Linked DNA regions of Mus musculus: all the other regions are linked to region 1. Evidence: chromatin contacts called from public ChIA-PET, Hi-C and promoter capture Hi-C data. All regions are on one chromosome and are shown on one strand. The core of a region is the stretch at or near the end of the contact, and the rest is flanking DNA. Distances in the headings are between cores, read along the strand shown. Region 1 holds the start of Pitpna (phosphatidylinositol transfer protein, alpha). Region 2 holds the start of Doc2b (double C2, beta). Region 3 holds the start of Serpinf1 (serine (or cysteine) peptidase inhibitor, clade F, member 1). Region 4 holds the start of Rpa1 (replication protein A1).

What was found. Hi-C and Micro-C count contacts between places; a contact is called where the count stands out from the background. ChIA-PET counts read pairs in DNA pulled down with a chosen protein or histone mark. Capture Hi-C pulls out chosen DNA fragments and counts their contacts.
Region 2: a contact with region 1 is called in a promoter capture Hi-C map of adipose tissue. The contact joins the promoter of Doc2b here to the promoter of Pitpna in region 1.
Region 3: a Hi-C map of Sertoli cells shows a contact between it and region 1, with 2.0 times the contacts expected there. The contact joins the promoter of Serpinf1 here to the promoter of Pitpna in region 1. A contact is called at or near these places in 4 of 39 promoter capture datasets (hippocampal neurons, liver, neural stem cells and 1 more), 8 of 484 Hi-C or Micro-C datasets (the G1E-ER4 cell line, Sertoli cells, embryonic stem cells and 2 more), 7 of 115 datasets of contacts at active chromatin or transcription factors (the 230-238 cell line, the HPC-7 cell line, the SCID.adh cell line and 4 more) and 4 of 9 other capture datasets (adipose tissue, embryonic stem cells, liver and 1 more).
Region 4: an RNA polymerase II ChIA-PET map of memory CD8 T cells shows a contact between it and region 1, with 109 read pairs. The contact joins the promoter of Rpa1 here to the promoter of Pitpna in region 1. A contact is called at or near these places in 9 of 39 promoter capture datasets (the C10 cell line, the HPC-7 cell line, cranial neural crest and 5 more), 5 of 484 Hi-C or Micro-C datasets (B cells, CD8 T cells, granulosa cells and 2 more), 8 of 115 datasets of contacts at active chromatin or transcription factors (the 230-238 cell line, the SCID.adh cell line, effector CD8 T cells and 5 more) and 2 of 9 other capture datasets (adipose tissue and liver).

What each region holds. Positions count from the first base shown.
Region 1 is chr11:75,585,681-75,591,811 of GRCm38.p6, reverse strand. It overlaps Pitpna (phosphatidylinositol transfer protein, alpha), which reads right to left and starts at 3,733. Exons shown (of 12, transcript NM_008850.2): 1 at 3,460-3,733. The coding sequence starts at 3,479. 4931413K12Rik (RIKEN cDNA 4931413K12 gene) reads left to right here. Exons shown (of 2, transcript NR_166698.1): 2 at 1,104-1,788.
Region 2 is chr11:75,792,618-75,799,116 of GRCm38.p6, reverse strand. It overlaps Doc2b (double C2, beta), which reads left to right and starts at 3,057. Exons shown (of 9, transcript NM_007873.3): 1 at 3,057-3,596. The coding sequence starts at 3,224. Gm12339 (predicted gene 12339) reads right to left here and starts at 3,308. Exons shown (of 4, transcript NR_136933.1): 1 at 2,999-3,308.
Region 3 is chr11:75,419,534-75,425,896 of GRCm38.p6, reverse strand. Serpinf1 (serine (or cysteine) peptidase inhibitor, clade F, member 1) reads left to right here and starts at 3,274. Exons shown (of 8, transcript NM_011340.3): 1 at 3,274-3,401. Gm35337 (a long non-coding RNA gene) reads right to left here and starts at 3,259. Exons shown (of 3, transcript XR_388848.3): 1 at 3,073-3,259; 2 at 1,599-1,722.
Region 4 is chr11:75,345,774-75,351,719 of GRCm38.p6, reverse strand. Rpa1 (replication protein A1) reads left to right here and starts at 3,337. Exons shown (of 17, transcript NM_026653.2): 1 at 3,337-3,494. The coding sequence starts at 3,462. Smyd4 (SET and MYND domain containing 4) reads right to left here and starts at 3,287. Exons shown (of 11, transcript NM_001102611.1): 1 at 2,969-3,287; 2 at 1,906-2,051. The coding sequence starts at 2,039.

The DNA of each region.
Region 1 (6,131 bases), core at 2,484-4,983:
CTCATGGTCAAAGGCTATGAAGGAGCCAATTCCATGGAGGCTTCAGCGCTACCACCTCTGCTCTCCAAAGACTGTTCCAGTACAAGCTCCCTCATGCAGCAATAGAAGATACTCAGATCCGACCTCCAGGGGCTATCCAAAGGCACCCTAACCCTTCACTTTTCTTTCTACCTCCATTTTGACCACCTCCAAATTGTTGGATGAGTCACATAAGCTGATGGAGAAATTGTAGCCAGCAAAGTCCTCAAGAGGGTCACAGAACTCCAGAGAGCCAAGTGAAGTAGAGGCACTTCTCCAGGTGGCTTGCATTTGTAGTAGACCCATAGGTGACCCCCGGTGCAATGCTTTTGAGGTCAGAGAACTAAAGAAAGGCCTTGACTCAACTCAAAAGCCAAGCCACTAAGCACTGAGGAGGCAGAGGCAGGTAGTCTGTCAGTTTGAGGTCAGCCTGTTCTACGTAGCAAGTACCAGGCAAACCAGAGAGAGTTGCATGGCAAGACCCTGCTTCCTTCTTTCTTTAAAATCAAATCAAAACAAAACAAAACAAAAACACAAAAAACCCCACAAAAAACAAAAAGTGGAGACAGGCAGTGGGGGCACACCTTTAATCCCAGAACTCAGGAGGCAGAGGCAGGCAGATCTAAGGCCAATCTGGTCTACAAAGTGAGTTCCAGGTCAGCCAGGGTTACACAGAGAGACCCTGGGTCAAAATAAAGAAATAAAATAAAAAAATAAATAAGCAAGAGGCAAAGCGAAGATTCCCGGTTCTCAGAGTCTTGCTGGAACCTGCCCTCTGCACCCTGTATGCTTGCTTAGGAAGGCATGAGTATATATAGCATCCTTCCTATGCAGAGGTTCAAGCATGCCTTTTTGCTCCAGGCTGCATAACAGCTTGCTGGTCCCTAGTCCCACAAAGTTCTCCCAGGCAGCAAGAAAACACATAGGGAGACCTGAGGAAACATCACAGCAAATGCCAGGCATCAAGCAGAAAAGGCAGCAGGAAAATAAATAAATAAATAAATAAATCGGGCTTCAAGTCTTTACTGCCTGCTAATTTCCCTTCCTCCAGAAAGACTCAAATAACGTAAATCCTCCCATTACAGGAAAGCAACGGTACATAGAAGTACTTCCAACTTAGAGGGCAGAATTTCTGCACCCTCAGAAGAAACTTCCTAGAAAACAATACGCCTTTTATCTTCAAGAACACAGCAAAAATCACATCGAAGAATTTGCAGAACTCAAATCCGGGAAAATCCTGTTGGAGGAAGTGTCAGAAAAAGAAACAGGGACAACCTTGAGGTCCAAGCCGTCCCTTAGAACAGACTAGTTACAGTCCAGCGCCTTCAAGGATGCTCTGAGCCTGCTTCCACCTGCACACCCAGACATTTCTCCCTTGCTCCCTCGGAACAGAACCACCTCAGCAGCCACGGGGGACAATGGGAAAGGATAGGGCAGAGGCCCAGCTGGGCCAAGACTGGTGCCATGCTCACCATGACATGACCTTCACGTGTGTCCGTCTCAGGGCTGCAGTGCTGCAACCCACAGCCAAGTATCTGGATGCCCCCTCCTGCCCAGGGATGCACACACAGGGAACCCTGTCCGTCACACAGAAACACAGATGCCCGGCAGGTTCCGTATTGCCAGCACCCTTGGTCCTTTCCCTGACAGGCTTCAAGTGAGGAGAACAAAGAATGAGAAAGGAGCACCTGCCTCCCAGGCTCACTTGTCTCCTCAAAAGGCCTTTCTTTCCCCAGTTTGACCTTTACAAAACTACACATTTCTACAGACTGTAGGATTCAAGTGAGATTTTTTTTAATCTGAAAAGTGAGAAGAACTCGTTCGTTCGTTTGGAGACTATGGGTTAAAATGCAGAGCGCACCATGTTCTCCTTGGAGAACACTGGCACCCAAGCGTTCTTGCTCTTCACCACAGGAAGCTCTGGGCTCTGGCTGGATTAGCTGCTCTCAAGACTGGGGCCTCCAAATGTTCTCGAGAGTCAAGGTAGGATGACACCGGGCTCTCTTCTGTGTGCCATTCAAACTACACTGTGTCTTCAACATCTCATCACCTCCAAGGAGAAAACCCTGGGGGGGAGAGACAAAGTGCCCTCTGCACACTTGGCCATAAGAGTTTCCCAAGTTTCTCTCTACTTGGACATATCCCATTTCTGAACTTGGGTAGCTTAGGGCCCAATGCTGCCCCACTTGCCCATCCCTCTAGGAAAGCTTATCGACACCATAAAGGCTATGCACACATCCAATTTCTCCTGGAGGAGAGCAGAAAGCCCTGGGATGTCCACTCAGAACCATGATCCTCAGGAGTAGGTCATACTGTCAATCAAAATACACCCTCCGCTCCACCCCGACAGCCAGGAGCAAACAAACATCTATCTCCTTGCAAGCCCTGCCCATCCCCCATATCAACAGCTCCACACCCCCCAAAACATTTATGGGACCTCAATTCCTCCAAACAGCACCATCCAGCATCCTGTAGGCTTGGATAGCCTTGTCTTGGTCCCCACCACTTCCATTAGCAGGCACATTCATTCTTAATCATCTTCCTGGACGGTCCTGGGCCCTGCTAACTTAATGCCCTTCTCTCTTACCCACACTCCTTCACATCACTTTAGAACCTGCCCAGTATTTTCTAGACTCTTCATTCAAGTGTTGCCAAGTCCTAAGCAGGCATGCTGAACTTCTTGCAAAAGCCTCCTCTTCTGCACCTACTTGGGTACCATGCCATCCCCACCCTGTCATCCAGTCCCCTATACTCTTTTGCCCATCCCATCACCCAAGCGTGGCTTTGACTGAAGTCCTTTTTTCTGCAACCAATTATTACAATCCCTTTTCCTCTGCTGCCTCAGGCAGCCACTGTCCATGCCCCAGGTTCCGCCTCAACACCCCTCCCCACCACCTCAACTCCATTCCAAGAGCTACCTTATCTGATCTTCCCTGCCCCTTGGTACAGCTCAGCCTCAAACCCCTCCCCAGCGTCAGTCAACTCACCGGCGCTGCCTGCCCTTGTCCCACTGCTCCTTGGTCCCTTACACAACTCCTCGGTCCTTCAGGCAGTTCTGCCTGCTCCTTCATCCCACAGCGTCCACCATAGGGCCACACCACATCCAGCGCTCTCCATTCCCCATGCCCCTCCTAATGTCTCCTCTGGATCTCCCTATCCCCTTGACCCCTCCTCAGGCCCTGACCGGCCCGCACCGGTTCTCAGCCTCCTCTCCGACCTATTCGATCCCACCTCAGGTGCTGTCTGTCACCCTCTGGCCCCTTCGGGCCCCTCCGGCCCCACCTCAGGCCCCGTCCAGCCCCCGCTGTCCTCTCCGCCCCTGCTAAGCGGCCCAACAGCCCCATCCGGTGTTCTCCATCCCCCGGCAGGCGATCTGCCTTCGCCGCCGTCATCCCGACCCTCCCTTCCGCCTCGCTTCCGCACAGCCGACCCGACACTCACTACTCCTTGAGCAGCACCATGTCGCTTCGCGGCTCGGCGGCTGCCAGCTGCCAGCCCGGCCTCCCGCCCGCTACCCGGTGGCCGCTCTCCCGGTGGCCCGGCCCGGCCCCGCTGCCTGTGCGCCTTCGTCGTGGTCTGCTCTGTCCCCGCTGCTCTCGCTGCGGTCGCCGCGCGGGCTCCTGTCGCCCTGCCCTGGCCTCACCACCTCCCGCGCCTCTGCCGACGCCGCCCGGAGCTCCGGTTCCGCAGCGCCACGCGGGGGCGGGGCGTCTCTGCGGCAACCAAAGCGTCAGACGCAGCAGTGCGCGTTGACCTCACGCGGGGCGGGGCCTTCCCGGGTCCACCCCTCCACCCTTAAATGGGCCGTGGCTCCGGGTCCGTGTCAGCATCTGGGCCCAGGTCTGGTTTGGTAGTCAAGAGGTAAAGAGACATGTTTGGTATGAATACTCTTCTGCATCAGGAGCTACTGTGCCTATATGCTTGGACTTCGCTGGTGGGTGTACTGAGAGCCAAGCATGTCAAAAATAAAATGAGGGAGTTTGAGATTTAGTTCAACCACGAAGCACTTGCCTAATTTGGATTCACCAAGAAACCAAAACCAAACAAGTGTGTATATACTTCCTCTAAATACGTGACTCCACATCTCCACCAGAAAGATACTGTTACTGCCCTCGTTTACAGGCAAGAAGGCTGCATAAGTTAGATTTGCTCATCACAGTGTTTTCATGATGTAGCTGAGATTTGATTTTTTTTTTTTCTTTTTTTCAGACAGGAACTCACTATATAGCTCTGGCTGTCCTGGAACTTGCGCTGTAGACCAGGTTGGCCTCGAACTCACAAAGATCCACCTGCCTCTGGCTCCTGAGTGCTGGGTAGAGCTGAGATTCTAACATAAAATCTTAGTGTCTTCTCATCCACCCACTAACCATTGGCTGTGGGGCTGCTGTGTACCAGAGCCTGTGATATCCTGAATAGAGAGAAGAAGGCTGGCACTATCTTGCCCCTAGGGAGCTGGTAATCAAATGGAGGGGAGGCAGGTGATGGCTGGGGTAGCAGGCACTTGGAAGGAAAGGGGCTGCCAGAGCTAGTGGTACAGGCTAGCTGTCTGGGAATTCCTAGCTGTCTGGGAGCTGAGGCAGAAGGATGGAACGTTCAAAGCCTGCCTGAAAAACTTAGTAAGTTGCTGTCTCATAAAAGCTGAAGAGAGGGTTGGGATGTGGCTCGTCAGAGCACTTGCCTCGTATGCAGGAGGCCCTAGGTTCAATCCCAGAATCCCAGAAAGAGAAGAAAACGGTAGCTTGGCAGCAGGCTTTGGGGTACGGGTGGGAGGTGGAAGTTGTGTTTGATGGGATCACACTGGACAGCACCTGGTGTATGTGAGGAGTCCCTTGAGGGACGGCATCCCAGAGATCCACAAGATGCTGGGGAAGACCATGCACAGCAGAAAGGACACACGTAAGGGCCGGAGTCAGGAACAGGCTGCATTCAGGGACTTGTCCTAGTGTGGTTTTCTGTTGCTGTGATAAAGACCATGACCAAAGGTAACTTGGGGAGAAAAGGGTTTATTACGACTTTGAGACTAGAGTCCATTAGCAAGGAAAAACATTACAGGAACCCGAAGGCAGGAACTGAAGCAGAGGCTACGGAGGAAAGCTGCTGAACTGGCTTGCTCAACCTGCTTTCTTGTACAACCCAGGACCACCTGGCCAGGCACTGTACCTGCCAGGGTGAACTGAGCCCTCCCATAGCAACCGTTAATCTAAAAAAGGCCCCACAGGCTTACCTAAAGGCAAATCTGATGGGAAGGTTTTCTCAACTGAGGTTCCCTCTTCACAGATGACCCCAGCTCACGTAAAGCTGATGAAACAACTGAGGAGCTCCGGACTAGCAGAAGTAACGTAACGGGAACATTGAGTCTGGAGGCTGAAGAGCTAGGAAGGAATAGGTTCCTCCGTGGCTGATGATAGTGTGGGCTGCAGGCCAGGGGAGGGCATCCAGGGGTTTCAGGAGTGCTATGAGATGCATGAGACGGTTTCTCCCTGAATGGTGGGGTCAGGAAGGGAAGAAGAGAGGGCTGGATGGGGCCAAATGTAGGCAGGGAGACTAGGGAAGAGGTAGTGGCAGAAATCCGGGGAGCATTCAGGATAGGGGAAAAACAAAACAAAGCAAAGCAAAACAGGACTTGTTGGCCAATTGGCCAAGAGGGCAACAGGGTGAGAGCAAGGGAGGAAGAAAAGCAGGCCCGGGAGCCTGAGTGAATAGCACTCAGACACAGCAAAGTGGCTGGCAAACAGGGGTACTCACCGAGAGGGGTACCTGAAGGATACCTGGGTGCAATGTGAGAGAACTACCCGAGATAGTGGCTCAGAAAGGACTTGGGGAGTAGGAGGCCATACTGTCTGTCACCCAGCTGTGACCAGTGACCAGGACTGCTCTAAGTGTTCTATCTATTGGTCATTCATTCATCAAACTCTAGGAGAGCAAGGAGAACTACAAAAATCCAAGGCAAAGACTCTGAAAGGAAGGCAGGCTTGAAGAAGTGGGCTGGCCGCTGGTGCTCCGGCCTTGGCCCTCCAGCACAGGGCTCTCTCTCCTCCATGGTGTCAATGGATGGTTCTCTAGAAAATGCTGGCTCTCTCCAGGAAGTAACCAGATCCCGCCCTCCTGGGAAC
Region 2 (6,499 bases), core at 1,808-4,307, 210 kb before region 1:
AGCTAAGACCTTTTCCCCACTTCTTCTAGATTTTTCCTAAGAGCTAGCTCCTACAGGGCGGAGAATTGTGAGCTGCTCTTCCAGAAAGCCACTTTTGGTCAGACTCTCCTCCACCCCACTCTCCCCATGAGCCCATGAGTCAGACTTGGACTTAAAAACAACACAGGGTCAGGAGTTGGTATAACCAGGCTCCTATATCCAGTCCCAGTTGCCAGACACTTGATCACTTGAAGCTTCAGTGTCCCTATTTGCAAGATGGTACCACCTCTTCTTGTCCCCACCCACCCAAGGACATGTGGAGACTGTCTGCTTTTTTTGATACCCATGTCACAGCATAATCATTTTATGATGTAGACACGTCTGACATAGGAAAAGTCACAGTGTGTGTGTGTGTGTGTGTGTGTGTGTGTGTGTATGTAAGGTCTAAGCCCCTTCGGTCCTCCTACAACGACAGCCTCTGAGACCAGGTTCTTATCTCTCTCCTTAGACTCAGACCCTCAAGAAGGCTGAGTGGGCTCCCCCAGCAGCCAGACTACCAGGCCAGCTTATTCTCCTGTAATCCCTGAATCTTGGCCCCTCAACCCCTACCCCCACTCCATCTGGCTGTCCCCATCCAAGAAGCCTCATGGGGATCCTTGAGAACAGGGCTTCACCTGGGCAGCCAGCTCCACTCTGAGTCGCTTCAGTTCTGCAGGGTGAGGAAGGAAAGGCAGGGGAAGGGAGAATGGAAACATGGGTTGGGGGAGTTGTTGTTTGAGATGGGGTCTTGATGTCTAGTCCTGATTGGTCTAGAACTCACTGTGTAGACCAGGCTACCCTCAGACATGAGGCAATCCTTGTGCCGTTGTTTCCTGAGTGCTAGAATTTGCCACCATATCCAGTCCTCTGTTAGGTCTTAATTGCAGTTCTCAGCAACCAACAATCACCCTGATTTGTTCTCTGTGCCTGGGCCTCAATTTCCTGAGCTGTGAAATGGGAACAAGAATCTCTGGCTCTACGATGGGCAGTAAAAGAATGCAAGAAAGATGGCAGAGGAGGACATGGTTTCCAAAGATAGGCATGATCACTCAAGCACGAAAGCCAGGCCCATGGGAGCAGGCTGTAATCCAGTCTGCAAGAGGTCTAAGCAGAGGGGTTAGAGGTTGAAGGTCAGCCTGAGTTAGGGTGAGTCCAAGGCCAGCATGAGCAAATTGGTGAGACCTTGTCTCAAAATAAGAAATCTAAAGAGGACTAGATACAGATTCAAGATCAACCTCAGAATGAGTTCAAGGCCCTCTGGACAACTCAGCGCAACCCTTTCTCAGAATAAAAACTACAGAGGGCTGGGGTGTCCAGCTTAGTGGTTAGAGTGTGCCTAATGTGTATGAGAGAGCCCAGGTTCAACTCACAGTCCCACAAAGAAAACAGGAAAACCAAAAAGAAGGGAAAGAAACCACACAATTCTCCATTCTTCTCAGTGAGTCTAGTCTCTAACAGGAAGGAGGAATCATGAGGAAGTCATGTCATCTTGTCATACTCAAGGCTCATGGAGGGCCTCCCCACACTGCTGGGAAATCAGAATTAGTCCCATTTGACAGATGAGAAAACTGAGACACAGGGGCTCCAATGACCCCACCTGAATGATGCAACTGAGAGCAACAGGGAAGGCCCTCTCCTCTCCTAGCTCCAGCCCTCACCTTGCATCAGTCATCATCCCAGGAGATCCCTGTCCTGGCCTGCTTCCCTCTGTTCATCCTGACCATGCCCCAGTCCAAGTCCTCACCCAGCCTGTTCTGGGTTGACACTCTCATATTAGACTCAGTAGGGCAGTGGGTCTCAACCTTCCTAATGCTGCGACCCTTCAATACAGTTCCTTGTGTTGTGGCAACTCCCAACCGTAAAATTATTTTCATTGCCACTTCATAAGCGTAAGTTTCCTACTGTTATAAATTGCCATGTAAATCTCTGTGTTTTCCCATGGTCGAAATCGACAGTCCGCCAAGGGGTCACAGCCCATGGGTTGAGAACCTTGACAAAAGAGGGACACAGCCAAAAATGATAAGCCTCTCCCACGCGTCAGTGAAAACCAGAGTAAACAGGGTTCCATCCTCGCCGGCCCAGGGCTTACTGGAGATGCATCTGCACACGCAGCAGCCTGCTCCCAGCACAGCTGTTCCCTGAACTGCGGCAGGGATTTGCCTGGCATGGGAGGCACAAGTGTGGGCCAGGCAGCACCTTGCCTTTACACCTGAACTCAGTCATCACCCCAGGAGATCCCTGGCCTGGCCTGCTTCCCTCTGTCCATCCTGACCATGCCCCGGTCCAAGTTCTCACCCAGCCTGTTCTTCTGGGTCTTTTAAGCCACTCAGGGACTGAGTGAGGAGTCTGGCCCAGGTCATAGACGCTCCTGTTTACATGTGACCTGAGAGGAAGTAAGCAGACTGTCCCAGCAGTGTCCTGGGACAGCCCAGGGTACACTTGTCCTGCTAGGAAGTAAACAGCCTGTTCCCTGGCAGGGTAATCCTGTGGCCTACCTACCTGCCTCTACAAAGGAGGGGATTTTTTGAGGAGTTCCTATCCACATCCCCAAATGGCTTCTATGGCTATTATGGGTTCTGTGAGTTGAGCCCAGCACGGAAGACTGCCCTGGGCATCCTTGCGAACATGTGTCTCTTGTATGTATTTTGCATGCTGGGGAGGTGCACCATGCCTTAGCATCCACCAGTGCATGTGTCTGTAGCCTGGAGCCCGGAATGGGTGATCTTTTCCACTGAGTGTCTCTACACACATTTGTGTGTCTGTGTGTGTCTGCACGAGAGTGGAATGCAGCCCCTCATGGGCTGGCACCCAGTCTGCGAGCCTAAGTGAGGCAAAGGCTCCGAGTGGCCCTGCGCGTCTCCCGCGTGTGTGAGCGCGCCGTGTGAGCGCGAGGAAGTGGTTGCTCTCCTGGCTCGCTCGCTCCCTCGCTCTCTCCGTGCCCGCCAGCCCGCCCGCCCGCGCGCGCAGCCCGCACACTCACCGCTTGGTTGCTGCCGGGTGACGCGGGCTGGGCCCGCCCCCTGCTGCCGGCCCCGCACTCACTCGCACCGGCCGCCGCCGAGCAGGCAGCAGCCGCGTCAGGGCCGTCCGGGGGCCACGCTGGCGATGACCGCAGCCCCCGCAGCGCCCCGCGGGACCCGCTGACTTGCCCCCGGGCCGGGGTCACACCGGGCCGGGCCGGGCCGCGCGCCGCGGCGCTGCCTGCATGACCCTCCGGCGGCGCGGGGAGAAGGCGACCATCAGCATCCAGGAGCATATGGCCATCGACGTGTGTCCCGGCCCCATTCGGCCTATCAAGCAGATCTCCGATTATTTTCCCCGCTTCCCGCGGGGCCTCCCCCCTACCGCCGCGCCCCGCGCCCCCGCGCCCCCGGACGCCCCCGCGCGCTCTCCCGCAGCCAGCGCCAGCCCCCGCAGCCCCTCCGACGGCGCCCGCGACGACGACGAAGATGTGGACCAGCTCTTCGGAGCCTACGGAGCCAGCCCAGGCCCCAGCCCCGGCCCCAGCCCCGCGAGGCCGCCCGCCAAGCCCCCCGAGGACGAGCCGGACGTCGACGGCTACGAGTCAGACGACTGCAGTAAGTTTCCCAGTCGCCGGCCGCTCGCCCCCTCCCCGCACCCGGGTCCCCGCAGGGCAAGCGCCGCCGCCGCCCGGAACAACCGCACGGGAGAGCTGGGAAGTTTGGGGGCGTCCTCTGGGGCGCCCCGTTTCCAGGCCTCCGCTCCCCGAGGCGCGCCCCGCACCCCTTCTCGGCCCGCGCGCCAGGAGCTCCTGCGCGGGCGGCGGCTTTTGTTCCCGGGAAGGGCGGAGCTGCGCCCCGGAGAGACACCAGTTGCTGCGGGCCGCGCGGTTGCGCCAGGCCCCAGAGCCCTGTGCGGGCTGTCCCGGGGTGTCCACCCGGAGAGCTGGGGACCCTGCGGTAGCTGGGGCGGGCCCGGCGGCCCGCACCGCGCCACGGCTCTGCTGGTGCGCGGGCCGAGAACCAGGACCGCGGGGCCGCTTGTCCTTTGGAAAAACCTTGGCGGTTCCTCCTCCCGCATCTGCGGACCCCGCCGGCCCTGGCCGTGGACCTTCGCCCACCTGTTACGCCGGCTTCCCCGGTCAGGAGGGTCCCCAGCCGCGCCCCCTCCTCTCGGACTCAGCCCCAGGGAGACAACAGACACCAGGGTCTCCCGAGCCAGGCCAGGACCTCTCCTGGTGGCTTGTGTGGTCCCTGAGGATGCCTAACCCTGCCCACCAGGGACCATCCAGGAAGCCAAGGAGGGAAGAAGTCACATCACCTGTCCCGTGAATTTGCTGAGGGCTGTGGCTGCGGCTGGGGTGACTACATGGAAGGGCCCCAGCCCAGCTGTCACCCTGTTTCACTTAGAAAAAAAAAAAAAAACAAAGCCAGCCTCAGAACCTAGTCATAGATGCCATGGGCCCATGGGATTGGGGGGACCCATCCCAGCTTGCCCAAGGCAAAAGCAGCCCCTCCTCCGTGCAACATTGGTAGTTATGCCTTGTCTGGGCGTTCCCCAGGGCCTCTGGGCTAGGGGCTGACTGTTCCCCAGCATACCATGTGCCTCTGGACGCTAAGGATGGGAGTTCACAGTGTCACCCTGGGAACAGACTCCACTGTTCACTTTAGAGAGCCCATCAACAGAGGTGGATCAAGCCTGAGCTGGAACACTGCCTTTTGTGTGCGTTCTAGACCTGGACCCCCTAACTCAGGGCATATGGAGAACCTACCCACAAGCATAAAGGCTGGGGAGCAGGCCTTGCCCTCTGCTGTCCTGCAGGTTGAGGGAAACTAGGTGGGCTGAATTTATTAAAATCTTCAGAGCTGCGCCCTGGATTTACTTTCTGCCCAATTCCTGGCACTCTGTGCAAGGATCCAGGCTGGCTGCCCTCTAGGGAGGCTCTAAGTAAGACCACAGTTAGCCCCCTTGGGGGATCCAGAGTCATCCTGGGAAGAGAGGATAGAAGTGATTCCCATTTCCAGCATTCTCTCTGCAGGTGAGGGAGTGAGCAGGTGGACAAAGATTGTGCCTGAGCCACAGGCCACTCTCCAGGTGCCATAGCAGCTCAAGGGATGACATAAGACCAAGAGGGAGGAAACCCACCAGAAAGAATAAAGCAAGCCAGAAGCCCCACCTCCTGTCTGTCAACTCCGGTGTTTTCAGGACACTCTTTGAACAGCTGGGAGTGGGGCAAACAGAACCATGCTGTGTCCCTGGGCTCAGGCCACAGGTGTCCTCCCTGGAGACAGGTTCACATGAGTTGGATCCTAGATACAGCTTTCTCAACTGAAACTGGGGGCTGGCCACACCCAGACGACTATGCTACACTAACAAGTGTGGAGAAGAGGCCTGGAGCTTGCAGAGCCGGGAAGTGGGTATGAAGCTGGGCATCTCATTGGGGCTAAGAGCACGAGGATTGTAGCTCTCACAGGTGAGGAGACCCTGAGCAGGACCACCCTGTACCTGGCACCCAAGGCTGTGCACCCTCTGAGCTCTGACAACCAGATCTCTTAGAATAAGCCTAAGTGATTCAAGCCAGATGGTTCATTATGGCTTTAGCCAGGGTTATGCTATTTGCTGCTCTAATTATTGGATTATCTGTTCGGACAAAAAGAAATGAGGGCGGTTGCTCTGTTGTCCAAGCAGAGGCGCAAAAACAGCCTGTTTGCTTAGCCATGTTCTCCTCTTTAAAGCCCCTCCCTTGCCTGTCACTACAAAGTATGCAAGTATGGGCACATGAACACACACACACACACACACACACACACACACACACACACACACACAGACACACACACACACACACCTCATTCCCTACTGAGCTTAGGAGGCCAGGGAAGAACACACAGCATCACTCAAGGCCCCAGCTCCCAGGTATCCCAAGCTACCTGCTGCCCATGTGCAGAGGGAATGCAGACCCCAAAGCTGCAATGACTAAGAGGCTTTGGACTGCAAGTACCATGAAATCAATTCAAAGTAGCTCACGCCAGCCGAGGCAAAGGTCCTGCTGCAGACACCATGGTAACCTGGAGCAGCCCTCCAGCATCCCTGGTGATGAGGCTTCTGTCAGTCCTTCCTCTCAGTCAGCTCTTTCCCTCTTGGGCTGAAAACCAGGGCAGGTTCTCTATTCCCAAGGGCATATGGATAAGGAACATCAAATGCAGAACCTAGTCACAATGATGCTCTCAGACTCCATCAGCTAAGCGGGACCCTCATGATCCAAGGTGGCTGCTGTGGGTCCAGGCATCACATATATAGAAGATCTTATTTGATTTAAACAAAATATGTTCTATTCTCATGTCTAGGATCCAGAAAATCTCTTAGAAGTTCCCAGGAGGCTTGTCCTTTTGTCTCATTGGCTAGAAGTGCATCACGTGCCCATGTTCCCAAATGACTCACTCAGCTAGGTCAGGACGGGAGCCCAGGGAGGTATGGAGCAAGGGTGAAGTGGGAAACCATTGTCGGGTCTTCCTAGAAG
Region 3 (6,363 bases), core at 2,025-4,524, 170 kb after region 1:
CTGCTTCTGTCTCCTGAATGATGGAATTACATGTGCACCACCACACCCAACTCATTGTCTGTCTTTGCGTTTCTGCGTATGCCATGGATTGCACGTATAGATCAGAAAATAACTTGTGGGACTCATTTCTCTCCTTCCACCCTGTGGGGCTTGGGGGTTGACTCATATCCTCATGCTTAGTGACAAGTACTTTTTACTTTCAGAGACATCTTTTTTCTTTCTTACCCCTCCACAACCCCCCCATCCCATCTGCCTTCTCCCCCATCCCTTTTGCCTCTATGAAGGTGCTCCCCACCTACCCACCCACTCCTGCCCCACCGCTCCAGCATCCTCCAACACTGGGGCATCAAACCTCCACAGGACCAATGGCCTCCCCTCCCATGCTGTCAGACAAGGCTGTCCTCTGCTGCATATGCATCTGGAGCCATGGATCCCTTCATGTGCAGTCCTCGGTTCGTGGTCTAGTCCCTGGGAGCTCTGGGTGGTTTGGCCAGCTGACATTGTTCTTCCTATGGGCTTGCAATCCCGTCTCAGCTCCTCCAGTCCTCCCCCCAGCACCCTCACTGGGGTCCCGAGCTCAGTCTGATGGTTGGCTGTGAGCATCTGCATCTGCATTGGTCAGGTGCTGGCAGAAGCGCCCAGGGAACAGCCACTCCAGCCTCCAACGCATACGGGAGATTGATGTGAACTCCTCATCTCCCTTCTACTTTTCAAGTCCTGAGATTACAGGAGTCCACCATCCTGCCTGCCTAGGTTTGCTTTATAGAGCATGGTATTGCTTCAATAACATGGTGGGCATGATGGGCTCATCTTGCAGAAGCAAGAGGATCACTGTGAGTTCCAGGCCAGCCTGGGCTACATAGTGAGGCGGGGTCTCAAATCAACTGATCGATCAATCAGGAACGATATCAGTACCACCTGTGCTCAGAGTGTGGCACTGGATGATGGGAGACTGAATGAGACGTTTTTCACAGGGCATCTCTTGCTGCTTTTGACCCTGTGTGTGGGTGCACGCATGCGCATGTATATGCATGTGTGCATGTGGACATGTATGTGAGTGTGCGTGCACGTGCATACATGTATAGATCAGAGGACAAATTTGTGGAGTCAGCACACTCCTTCCACCTGGGTTCCAAGGATTGAGCTCATGTCACCGGGCTTAGACTGCAAATGCCTTTGCCCCTAACACAGGGCTTTGCCTAGAGGCCCTGCACAGGTTTTATGGAAAGCTGGACTCTGACTGTTGACTCTCTTCTTCCTACATAAAGAGCTGAACCTTGCCCACTGCAAAGTCTCACTGGCCCAGGCTCTGCTTTCTGTGGCCTTCCTGAGGATGCTTGTAGAGTCCCCTAAACTTTCTCTTTTGAGCCTTCTCTGAATGGCCATTGGGCTTTGTTAAGGCAGCCTACAAAACATTTGTTATATAGGTTTAGAAAGGAATTTTTTTTTAAATTAGTGATTTTTAGAGACAGGGGTTTTTCTGTATAGCCTTGGATATCCTGGAACTCACTCTGTAGACCAGGCTGATCTCGAACTCACAGAGATCTACATGCTTCTGCCTCCCAAGTGCTGGGATCAAAGGTATATGCCACCATTACCTGGCCCAGAAAGCAACACTGTTCATCAGAGTAGCTGCAACATGAAGCATCCCAAAATCTTTAGCTTCCTGGAGCGGATCCCGTACTACACGGTCGACAGGTCAATGTGCACGAACTTTGTTCCCTAAACAAGATCAACGAAAATATTGTTCTTCAGAAACTAATCATTACAAGTATTTATGTCATGTGGGTGGGTGGGTGGGTGGGTGTGGGGGTGCACGAGCCATGGTGCATGCGGAGGGCAGAGGACCACATGTAGAAGCTGGCTTTCCCCTTCCGTGTGGAGGCTTTCAGGCGAGGTGGTTGGCACTTTTACCTGATGGGCCACCTCACTCGCCACCTTTTCTTTTCTTTTATTGTTTTATGAGTTTTCATGTAGCCCAGGCTAGCCTCAAATTCACTGAGTAGTCAAGACTGCTCTTGAACTTCTGACCTACCTTCCAAGTGTTGGGATCATGAGCAAGTAGCACCACACCAGTTATGAAAACATTGAGATTACCTTCAGCCCCTGTGTAGTCAGCGGTATAGGAAACTGATGAATTCCAGGGGTAGAACTGGGTTTCCTCCCCAAGACCTCTTTTGTAGATGCAAATAACCCAGATTCCAAATCCCAAACACTTTTGTTTTTTTGGTTCTTACTCATTTTAGATAAAGGGGGGATTCAACCTGGGGTCCCCAGTCACTGCTCCTGTCAGTGCTTTGAAACTGAATTCTGAGTTCTGACGCCCTAGGGCAAGCTGAGTGCAAGTGTTCTCCTGTGCAGACACCTCCAGTGAGGGCCTCCTCTGAGGGTGGGTGTCCTGCGCACCCCATTTCTTCCTCTGCTCAGATGTTTCCCCACTATCCTTTCTTTTCTTCTTAAAGATCTTATTTGTGTGTGTGTGTGTGTGTGTGTGTGTGTGTGTGTGTTTCTCTTCAAGACAGGGTTTCTCTGTGTAGCCCTGGCTATTCTGAAACTTACTCTGTAAACCAAACTGGCCCACAGAGCTCCACCTGCCTCTGCCTCTCAAGTGTTGGAATTAAAGGTATGTGCCACCACCACTGGGCTAACCTTTTATCCTCTCTCTCTCTCTCTCTCTCTCTCTCTCTCTCTCTCTCTGATACCTGATGAGGCCAGGAGATAGCGTCAGATTCTCTGGAGCTGGAGTTCCAAGCAGTTTCGAGTCCTTGCTATGTGAGCTGGGAACAGAACTCAGGTCCTCTGCGAGAGCAGCCAGTGCTCATAAGCACTGGGCCAACTCTCTAGTCCCCACCCCACTGTCCTTTGGAACCTTCAGAGCTGTCAGGTACAGTCCCATTCCTTCATTTTCCAGGTGAGGAGGGGAGAAGAATCACCTTGCTCCCACCTGCAGTGAGCCAGAGCCAAGCGCCTGGAAGAACCCAGCATCTCCATACCGGCTGGCTCACAGTCTCTCCATGCAGCCTGCCTCTCAGCCAATCCTTTCAGATGTTCAAGTTCAGACTCATGACCTACCCCAGGCTGGCCCAAGTGCCCCTGAAGTTAGCCATCATGTCCCAATGAAGGTCCCAATGAAGAGAGATAAAGATCCAAGGGAGATGTGGTGGGAGAGGAGGGTGGCCAACGTGTGGTCTTGGAGCCACATGGCGGAAGGGCAGCAGTGGGTTAAAGTTAACACCAGACAATGATGCAATCACAGATTCCAAATGGAGTCAGGTCACTTTAAGAAAAGAGTAGCTGTAATCTGAAGCCTGCTGGACGCTGGTTGAGAGGCAGCTACTCCCCTCACTGCTTCCTGGAGCCCCTCAGAGTGCAGGCTGTGAGAGAAGCTGCCGCAACCACAGGTAAGGCAGCGCCTGGTCTAGCCTGGGGAAGACAGATATGGAAGAGGCTCCCTGGCTAGAGGGACTGGGAGTGGCAGGGGCACCCCAGAGAGCAGAAAAGAGGGGTGCAAGGAAGTGGAGGTAGGGTTATAGTAGCCCCTGCAGTTTAGGAACCAAGGTGAACAGATGAGAGGGGAGAGAGAATTGGGGGGACAGAGGCCCAGGACTCTATTAGCCGCTCACTGTAGACCAGTAGGAGAGGCTGGACTGGGGTTTTGAATGGTGTTGGGAAAGGATGTGGTGGTGGGTGGTGGGAAGCAGGGAGCTAAGCTCTGGGGCTGGACTCAGCAGTACCCCGGAGGAGCTATAGTCCCATAGGCTGGGCTCTTCCTGAAGTTGCTTCCACCAGCAGTGAGCAAGGAAGGTGAGCTTCCTGCAGCTCAGCCTGACTCCATTCGGATCGCTGCTTTTCAGAACCATCGGTGCTGGTTCCCTTACAGCAAGGAGCAGTGGGCTGCCTGAGGCCTGCTAGGTTCTCTGTCCAGCTTCCTCTCATTCTCTCTTACCAAAAGAGCTGGGAGACAAATGAGGTCATGGCCTCTTGCGAACAATAAGCACCATTTAGCCTAGCTGGTTTGTGGGGTCTGGCTGCCCTCCTGCAGCCCTTGCACCTCCTGATGTAAGCCACGGCAGGGAGTGGTCTGAGTCAAAGGAAAGAGACAGGCTTTCCAAGAGCCAGCCACTGTCTGGACCTTAGCTGCCCATCAGTTCAGCCTCCAGGGCTGAGGGGGATGGGTGGGGACCAAAGAGTTCTGTTCTGCAGGGCTGACCTTTCTGGGGGTGTTGGGAGGTACAATTATGGGGTATCTCAGGCTGATTCAGATTCCAAGATTTCAGGAGGGAAAAACCCCAAACTGTCCAGGGGGTGAGCGGCGTAGCCATGAGCCAGCCAGCCTGAACCCCTTGAAACTGTCCTTGAGCCAGTGGAGAGAGAGGTGTCCTCCCCTGCACTGTCCGCATATTCACTGCCATGTGGCTTGAAGGCAGCTTGGCTCTGGGAGGAGGAGGAGCAACATGTTTGTCTCCGACTGGGTTTAATCTGAAACACATGTACTGGCTCCCACTTGTCTTCTCAGCTTGGATGTGAGACCACAACATCCCAGTTTCTGTGCCTCCTGATTTGGGGCACATGGGAAGGCCAACCTTGACTCAGAGGGGGAGAATCTTGACCCCTCTCCCCGGACCCTCCTCCCCCTGGAGCCTAGAAATCTGGCTTGGACACTGCCCTTTGGACAGGATGGCATCACTGTCCTGGTGCCCCTGGCTAGCCAATGACTGCCTCCCCAACCCAGTTATTGCAGCCAGGGCCTTGCATGTGTCCTGTGCAGCCCCTGCTGCACACCCTCACTTTCTGCCCTTTAGAGTCTCCATTTCCGTTATTCCTGTGGCTTGGGGTGGAACATTCAGACATCCCCCTAGCACCTGTCCCTGCTTGTAGCTCTTGGCCAGCATTGGACCTCTGTGTTTCCCCATGCACATCAGATTTCCCACCTCAGATTCAGTCCTCAGTCTAACCACGTGGTAACAAAGATCTGTGACTTAGACTCCCACCACCACCACCCCCGCCCCCGGGAGGAACTTCAGGGGTCCCATCTGCAAGGGTATCTCATTTACTTCCTGGTAGAGGATGCCCAGGGTGACCATCTCCTCCTGTCTCAGTTGCTACCTACCCAGAGGGACCAGAGGTGCCTCTCTGAGCACCTCTCTGATAAATCAGCCTCCTGAGGCTCAGCCAAGGGAGGCTGTTGCCTGTGATGGGAGGGGCTGGGAAGGGAAACAAGAAGCCTAAATCTGCATTGATTTCTTTGTTGTTCTAAGGGGTCTCTCCCTGAGCAGCTGAGTGGCAGTGCCCCTGGATGAGAACACAGAGGTCCCTAAAATTCCCACCGGGAGACCTGCTATAGATGAGGGATTAGGGAGAGCCAGGTTGGTTCCTGCTGGTGGTGCTGCCAAAAGCAGAGTGAACAAGGAACGAGGAGTCTTCTCGTTGTTGCCCTTCATGTCCCATGGATTGTCTGACTTAATTTTAAGGACCATAGCTGATGATGGCAGACTCCTAACTTCTCAGATCAGATATTTTTCTGGGAAGTCAGAAAAGTTAGTGATGCATGTGTCTGGCGAGGGAGGGCACGTGTACATGAGAGGATGGTGATGGAGCGGAGGGGGCACATCAGCATGTGCGTGCTATAGGATGGGTGAGGGCACACTAGGACAGCCAGTGGTCTTTTCTGAGTCGTGAACCCTGTCTTCCTCCCCTAGACCTGACTCCAGGGGGGCACAGGAATGATGTGCGAGGACACACAGCCCAGGCTGCAGTTTTGTCTTGTGGTCCAAGTGCCAGATGAGAGTCAGAGCAGAAAAGGTCGTTGCTTAGGGAGATAGAGGGAAATGGGAGGTCCCACCAAAAACTGGTGCTGTTTAACCTGAAGGAAGGAAGGCTCTGGGGCTAAGAGCCGTCTCCATGCTAGGAAGGGGAAGAAGACATAGCCCTTCACAAGAGAAGCCAGCTAAAGGGACAGTTGAGGGCTTCCTGACCCCTGGTGCTGCTAAGGGCTGCTAAGACATTGTGTAGGCAGATGTGACTGTGCATGCCTGTAACCTCAGCACTTGGGAGGCAGAGGCAGAAGGATCACACGTTCAAGGGGAGCCTAAATATAGTAAGATTGTCTCAAAAAGGAAAAAAGGAGAGATGTTCTAAAATGTAACCCTCATAGAAGTAGGTCAATACTACTATACTTTATACAGAGAACTCATATACTATACTATACAATACAATACTATACAGTACTATACTATACAATACTATACTATACAATACAATACTATACTATACAATACTATACTATACAATACTATACAATACCATACAATACTATACTATACTATACCATACAATACTATACAATACTATACAATACTATAC
Region 4 (5,946 bases), core at 2,088-4,587, 240 kb after region 1:
GCCAAGAAGTGGATATTAATTATAGTTATTCATTATAGCAGAGATTTCTAAAACCTTTTGACAAAACTAAAAAATATAACAGAGTGTATTTTTTTTGTAATGTAAGTTTACTAATGGCAGCAGTGGGATTAGTTTCTTTTTTAGATTATTGTTATTATTTTTATTAATTATTAGTGTTTTTGTGTTTATTCATATTCCACAGCATGTGTGTGGAATTGGATTTCTGCTTCCACCTTTGTGTGGGTCCTAGAGATTGAACTCAAGTCATCAAGCTTGCACAGTAGGTGGTCAGGCTTACACAGTAGGTGGTCAGGCTTGTATCTTTGGAAGGCAAGCATTTTACTTCCTGTGCCAGCTCACTGGCCTTCTTTGTTTAAAAAAAGAAAAAAAAAGTCCTTTTTTGTTTAATTAGGGTTCATGGCCAGTGCTCTTTATCTTAAAATCAACTGCAAACTTTTATCTGGTAAAAAGCCATCCTTAGCTGTGGTCCTAGGAGAAAAACATACAGTTGGATGGCTTTATCCTGCAGGCTTAGTTTGATCATCTCTCTTTGAAGATATAATCAGCTCACATCACACTCAAGCCTCTGCCAACGAGTTTTCTACTTCTGTTCAACAAACTACCCAAGCTGAGCAGCTCCAAACAACAGCCAGTTATGATCCTCACAGTCCGGTGGGTCAGAAGCCTAAGCGGGCGTGGCTACCTCGCTGCTATTGCCTGACCCTGCTCGGTGCATCCACATTCACATCCTTTCCTGGTGAGTGTGGTTCTTTGACTGGTTTTGTTCCAATTTTTAGTATATGTGCTGCTGAAACAATCTTTTTGCCTCTGCCTCCAGACTGCAGGGATTAATGTTCTTGACTGCCACAGAGCACTAATATTTACTGAACATGTGATCATGTGGTGCTCAGCACTCTTGCACCCAAGGCTCGGGGAACATGGAGGAAGAGGGGGTGGAAAGATTCCAAGAACCAGAGGAAGAAGAAAGTCAGAGGTGAGACTGCATCTCCTAGAAATGTCAGGGACATTTCTAGACCTCTGAAGTCTCAAGAACAAGGCCTGAAAGTCTTATTTATATAGGTTAACCTGAAAGGGGAAAAAATTCTTACAGGGGTCCAACGTTAGACAAAGAACTCTAAGCAACTAAGGAATGTTGGGGGGGGGGTAGTCTTCCCCAGGGAACACTCCTCTACCCTTCAAGCCCCACCCAAGCTGGTTATCCAAAACAAACTGGTCAGTCCTGAAGCCATATACGCACAAGTAACATCATATGGATGGGCAGATTGCATTTAGGAATACACACATACACACACACAACTTAAAAAGAGAGGCCATGAATTTAAGAGAGAGCAAAGCAAAGTGGGAAGGGGTACATGGGAAGGTTGGAGGCAGGAAGTAGGGAAATGATGTAATTATATTTTAATTTCAGATAATTAAAAATTAAAAAATAAGATTTGCTGAGTAAATGAGACTTCTACCTATGTATACATTTACTAGGTTGTGATATAAAATGTCTATCTCACCAGTGAATGCAGTCCATAGAATTTGAAAATTTCTGGGTCTCAACTAAACAATTGCTAGGGTTCTTTCTCACTATTAGTACTGAATGAGCTTCTATGGGCAGCTACACAACCTGCACCATATCCTTTGAGTGACAGCACTGGGACGACAGCAAGATACTAAATTACTTAAGTATAACACATACCAAAAGAGGAAAGCAGTTATGCCTACCCATTCTATAATCACAGACTAGGGAGAAACGTGAAAACCAACAGTAACTGCTAAATGCCCCATACTATAAAAAATATAAAGCTACTCTCTCCTATAAAAAAGAGATATTCAGACCAAATGACAAGGCAGAACATTTTCCAGACCAAAATTTCCCTGAAGTTTCCATTCACTTACTGAAGAAGGGAAGAAGAAGGAAGGAAGATGTCGCTCAAAGTCTCTGCTGTAGAAATTGTGTCCTGCACAGACTTCGGGAGTGAAGCCCACTTCTTAAGTAGGTAGGACTTCCATTCATCCACCGGTAGATCCATGCTGCCGCAGCTCTGTAAAGTCAGAACATGAAGATTCAGCTTTCTATTAATGCATAGTTCTAGAAAATCGAGATTTCATCCTACCAAGTGACACGCAACCAAAATCATTTCTTCTGGGGTTTTCTATAGCTGTTGATATGCTGAAGGAGAGTTAATCTGTGGTGTGGTACCAATTCACCCAGACATATTCTTTGGAACTGTTTGAGAAACTATAGTAGGTTGTGGTTGTACAAACAGAGATCAAAATACCAGTAGATGGCTACTATTCCAGTCTTTCTAGACCTGTTTACCTTAGTTGCCCAAAGTTTTCCAGACTTCTTACTCCAGCAACTATGAAGTTAAATATTTTCATTTCTTAGACGGCTCAGTTTTCTGTTTTGATCTCCAGGTCTTTCTTTCAGTTCATATAGCCTCTCTCCCTTTTTATTTTTATTACTTTTTTTTTTTGAGACCGGATCTTATGTTAGCCTGGCTGGCTTCGAACTCAGAGATCTGCCTGCTTTTACCTCGAATGCCACCACGCCTGGGTCCCAAATTTTGATTTTTCAGGGTCTCATTTAGTTCAGGTTGACCTCGAACTCAACGGTGTTAAGGGTGACCTTGAACTTTTGCTGCTTCTACATCCCAAAGGCTGGGATTACAAACAGATCAGAGCCAGCCAGCACGCCAGGCTCTCCAATACTTTTGCATAGGCCATTTGGGCTTTTAGGAACATCACTATCCTCACTGGAATCCACCTGACAAATTTCTACACACACTTTAACTCAGTTCAAACCGCATCGCCTCTCGAAAGCCTGATTGATTTTTGACCCCCACTCTGGAGCTCCACATGTGTGGCCCATATCGCGTCTACCATCCTTGAGGCTGGGTTCCTTGCGGCCACAACTCTCAGGTGGAACTCAAGAGGGCGGAGACTGAGTCTGATTTACCTTGTTTATCCCACAGTGCCAAGCTCTGGGCCTGGCACCGGCGCCGGGCACGCACTGCGTGAAGAAGTACCCAGGTCACTGCTTTGACTATATTTAGCAGCAGTTACCAGGGGAGAGCTCCGACTGTTCCCTGGGTTGCCATTCTGTCTGTCCGCCAAAGGACTGGGCGGGCAAAGTTCCGACAGCTGGCGGGGGAACAACTCAGTAGCACCGCGCTGACACAGGCGCACTGCGACCCAGCGCCCCGCCCTCACGTCCCGCCATCCCGCCACTAGGCCTCGAACCCGGCCTCGGAAGAGTCACGTGCTCTGCCTGCCGCGCGGTAGCCAATGCGGTGGCTATCGGCGTCTAGGCCCGCCCCTCGCACCGCGCTCACGCTGGGGGCGGATCGGCACGCACAGTTGCTCTAGCCAATCGTTGAGCAGCCCGCGGGACCCCGGCAGAGAAGCTCAGGCGGTGCAAGAGCGCGAGCGCGGGAGTTAGCGGTGCAGCCATGGTGGGACACCTGAGCGAGGGGGCCATCGAGGTAAGGAGACGACCCTGAGCGGGCTCGATGGCCCTAGCAGCGCGGCCTTGGAGCGGTGCAAAGAGGACCCGGGGAGGGAGCCGCTGTCGATCGGGAGAGCGTCAGGGAGGAAATTATACGGCCGCGGGGGAGCATCCCGGGGTCTCTAAGACCATCAGAGGATGCTGGAGGCAACCCGGTACTGGCAGAAGAACTCACGAGTTTTTTTAGTTTGTTTACATCTAAGAAAACAAGACAAATAAACATGCCGCTGTCTATCTTCGGCGGCCTCTGTTTCCTCCCTTTCTCCATCACCCCAAACTTTTTGGACTTGTTTTCGGCTGTTTTACTTCTTTTACATCCTCCTAACTCATTATTGCTACTAGACATCTCTCTGGTCACGAGAGAGAAAACGCTGACCGAAGTCACCAGTGGCTTCCCAGTAGCCAAATCAGAAGACATTTTAAAATTTTTCAGCCGACCTAATTGTTTGAGCTTGTTGGCTTCTTTCTGCTAACACTCCTCTCTTGCTAGTGTTCTGTGTTTCATGTTGACAACTTTTTCCTTATTTTACCGGCAAACCCCATAGATTTTTTTGTCGAGCCAAGGCCCTCTGCAGACTAGTTTATAGCCCTTCACCTGCATGTTATTAATTCTTTCCTGCTGAGCTTCCTTCGATCTGCCCTCTATCTTCAAAGTCATTTTCAATTGAACATATATCAGAGCAAATCCTTTATGTCCCTCTAAGTCTGAATTTTAAAAAAGAGTGTGTGTGCGCGTGCGCCAGTGTGTAGTATGTACACATATGTATGACATCTTGGGGATGGCGAATGTGCGTCGGATGCCAGAGGACAACTCTGGGACGTTGTTTCTCTTCCCACTCCGCTGTGGATTCTGTGGATTGAGCTCAGGTAGCTGGGCTTACACAGCAGGCACCTCTACCACAGAGCATCCTTTTGCCCGACTCTGGACACCTAGTCCATCACCAGTTGAAGTATATTTTAACTCCACACTTAACTTTTCCATCCCCACTGGAATAGTCTTTTTTTTTTTTAAAGATTTATTTATTGATTATATGTAAGTACACTGTAGCTGTCTTCATACACTCCAGAAGAGGGAGTCAGATCTTGTTACGGATGGTTGTGAGCCACCATGTGGTTGCTGGGATTTGAACTCCTGACCTTCGGAAGAGCAGTCGGGTGCTCTTACCCACTGAGCCATCTCACCAGCCCTGGAATAGTCTTTTGTTGGCTGAACTAGTCAATTTCAGTCAGCACACTCTTCTCACAGTCTCCTTGCCAGGCCTTGTTTGTTTTTTTCTTTTTAAATATATTTTTGCTCTAGAGGCCATTGATAGTTCCAGTTTCTTTTGCTACCACAGTGTTCCTGTTCAGCTCAGTTGTTACTGAGTTGGTTGGCAAAGTAACTAGCCCAAATCCATGCATTTGGAGACTCCAACTCCTTTTTGTTCACTTATGTATGGCTTTGGGCAACATTCCAAACTCTTTCCCTTGTTTGTAAAAATGAGGCTGAAGCCGAGCAAGGGGCTAGTTGGAGGACTGAGTTTCTAGATTTAGTGTTTAGCTTCTGCTAGTACAGCTAGCAATCATCACAGGTGTACATGTTTATTTGGTAAATATTAGCTACTTTGTATTTCATTCAGGAGATTGTAGAGACTGTAGCCTGCAGCTACTTTCAGTCCCCCTTTAGGGTGATATCCCAGTATCTGGCAAGTTTTAGTCCCTAGATAATGTTTGCTAGTTGTGTGAATGACTAAAATCATGAAAAGCCTGGGACAGACATCTAAGCAGCTTAGAAGAAAAGAAGAGGGGAAACAGTTGTCAGAATGGAGGTATTTGAATACGTTAGGGCTGTAGAAATGTTGAACTGGAATGTGAAGCTTGGATTGTTCTGAATTTTAAGAGGCTGCCACCTTGGACCCTTAAGGCAATTGCAAATAATTCTTTACTTTTATAACGAACGTTTATAAGGTTGTTTGAATAATTTGCTGAGTTTTCTTTAAATAAAAATATTTTAGAAAGCTATTTCCAATATTGAAGTATTACTTAGACTTCATTCATAGATAAATTTGCAGTTTTTTTTCTTTCTTTACATGTTTTGTTCATAAATAAAATAGTGTTTTGTTTTAAAGACTATCCCTACTATCCTAGAACTTGCTATGTAGACCAGGCCGGCCTTGAACTCAAGCCCACGTACTGGGGCTAAAGATGTTCCACCATGCCAGGATCCGTAGTGTTGTGTTTTGTTTTGTTTGTGTTGATGGTGATGGAGTGTAGAGACCATTGGTTGCCTGATGATTAGCGAACAAAAGTGTCAGCACAAAAGCTTCAGGCCCCAGTGGTTAAGCAAACAGTGGAAAATGGAAGCACTAGGGCCCAAAGTTATAAAATGTAACTGTAGTGATAAGTAGAAGTACAAGGCTCTATTTACTCAGACCAGGCTGGCCTCCAAC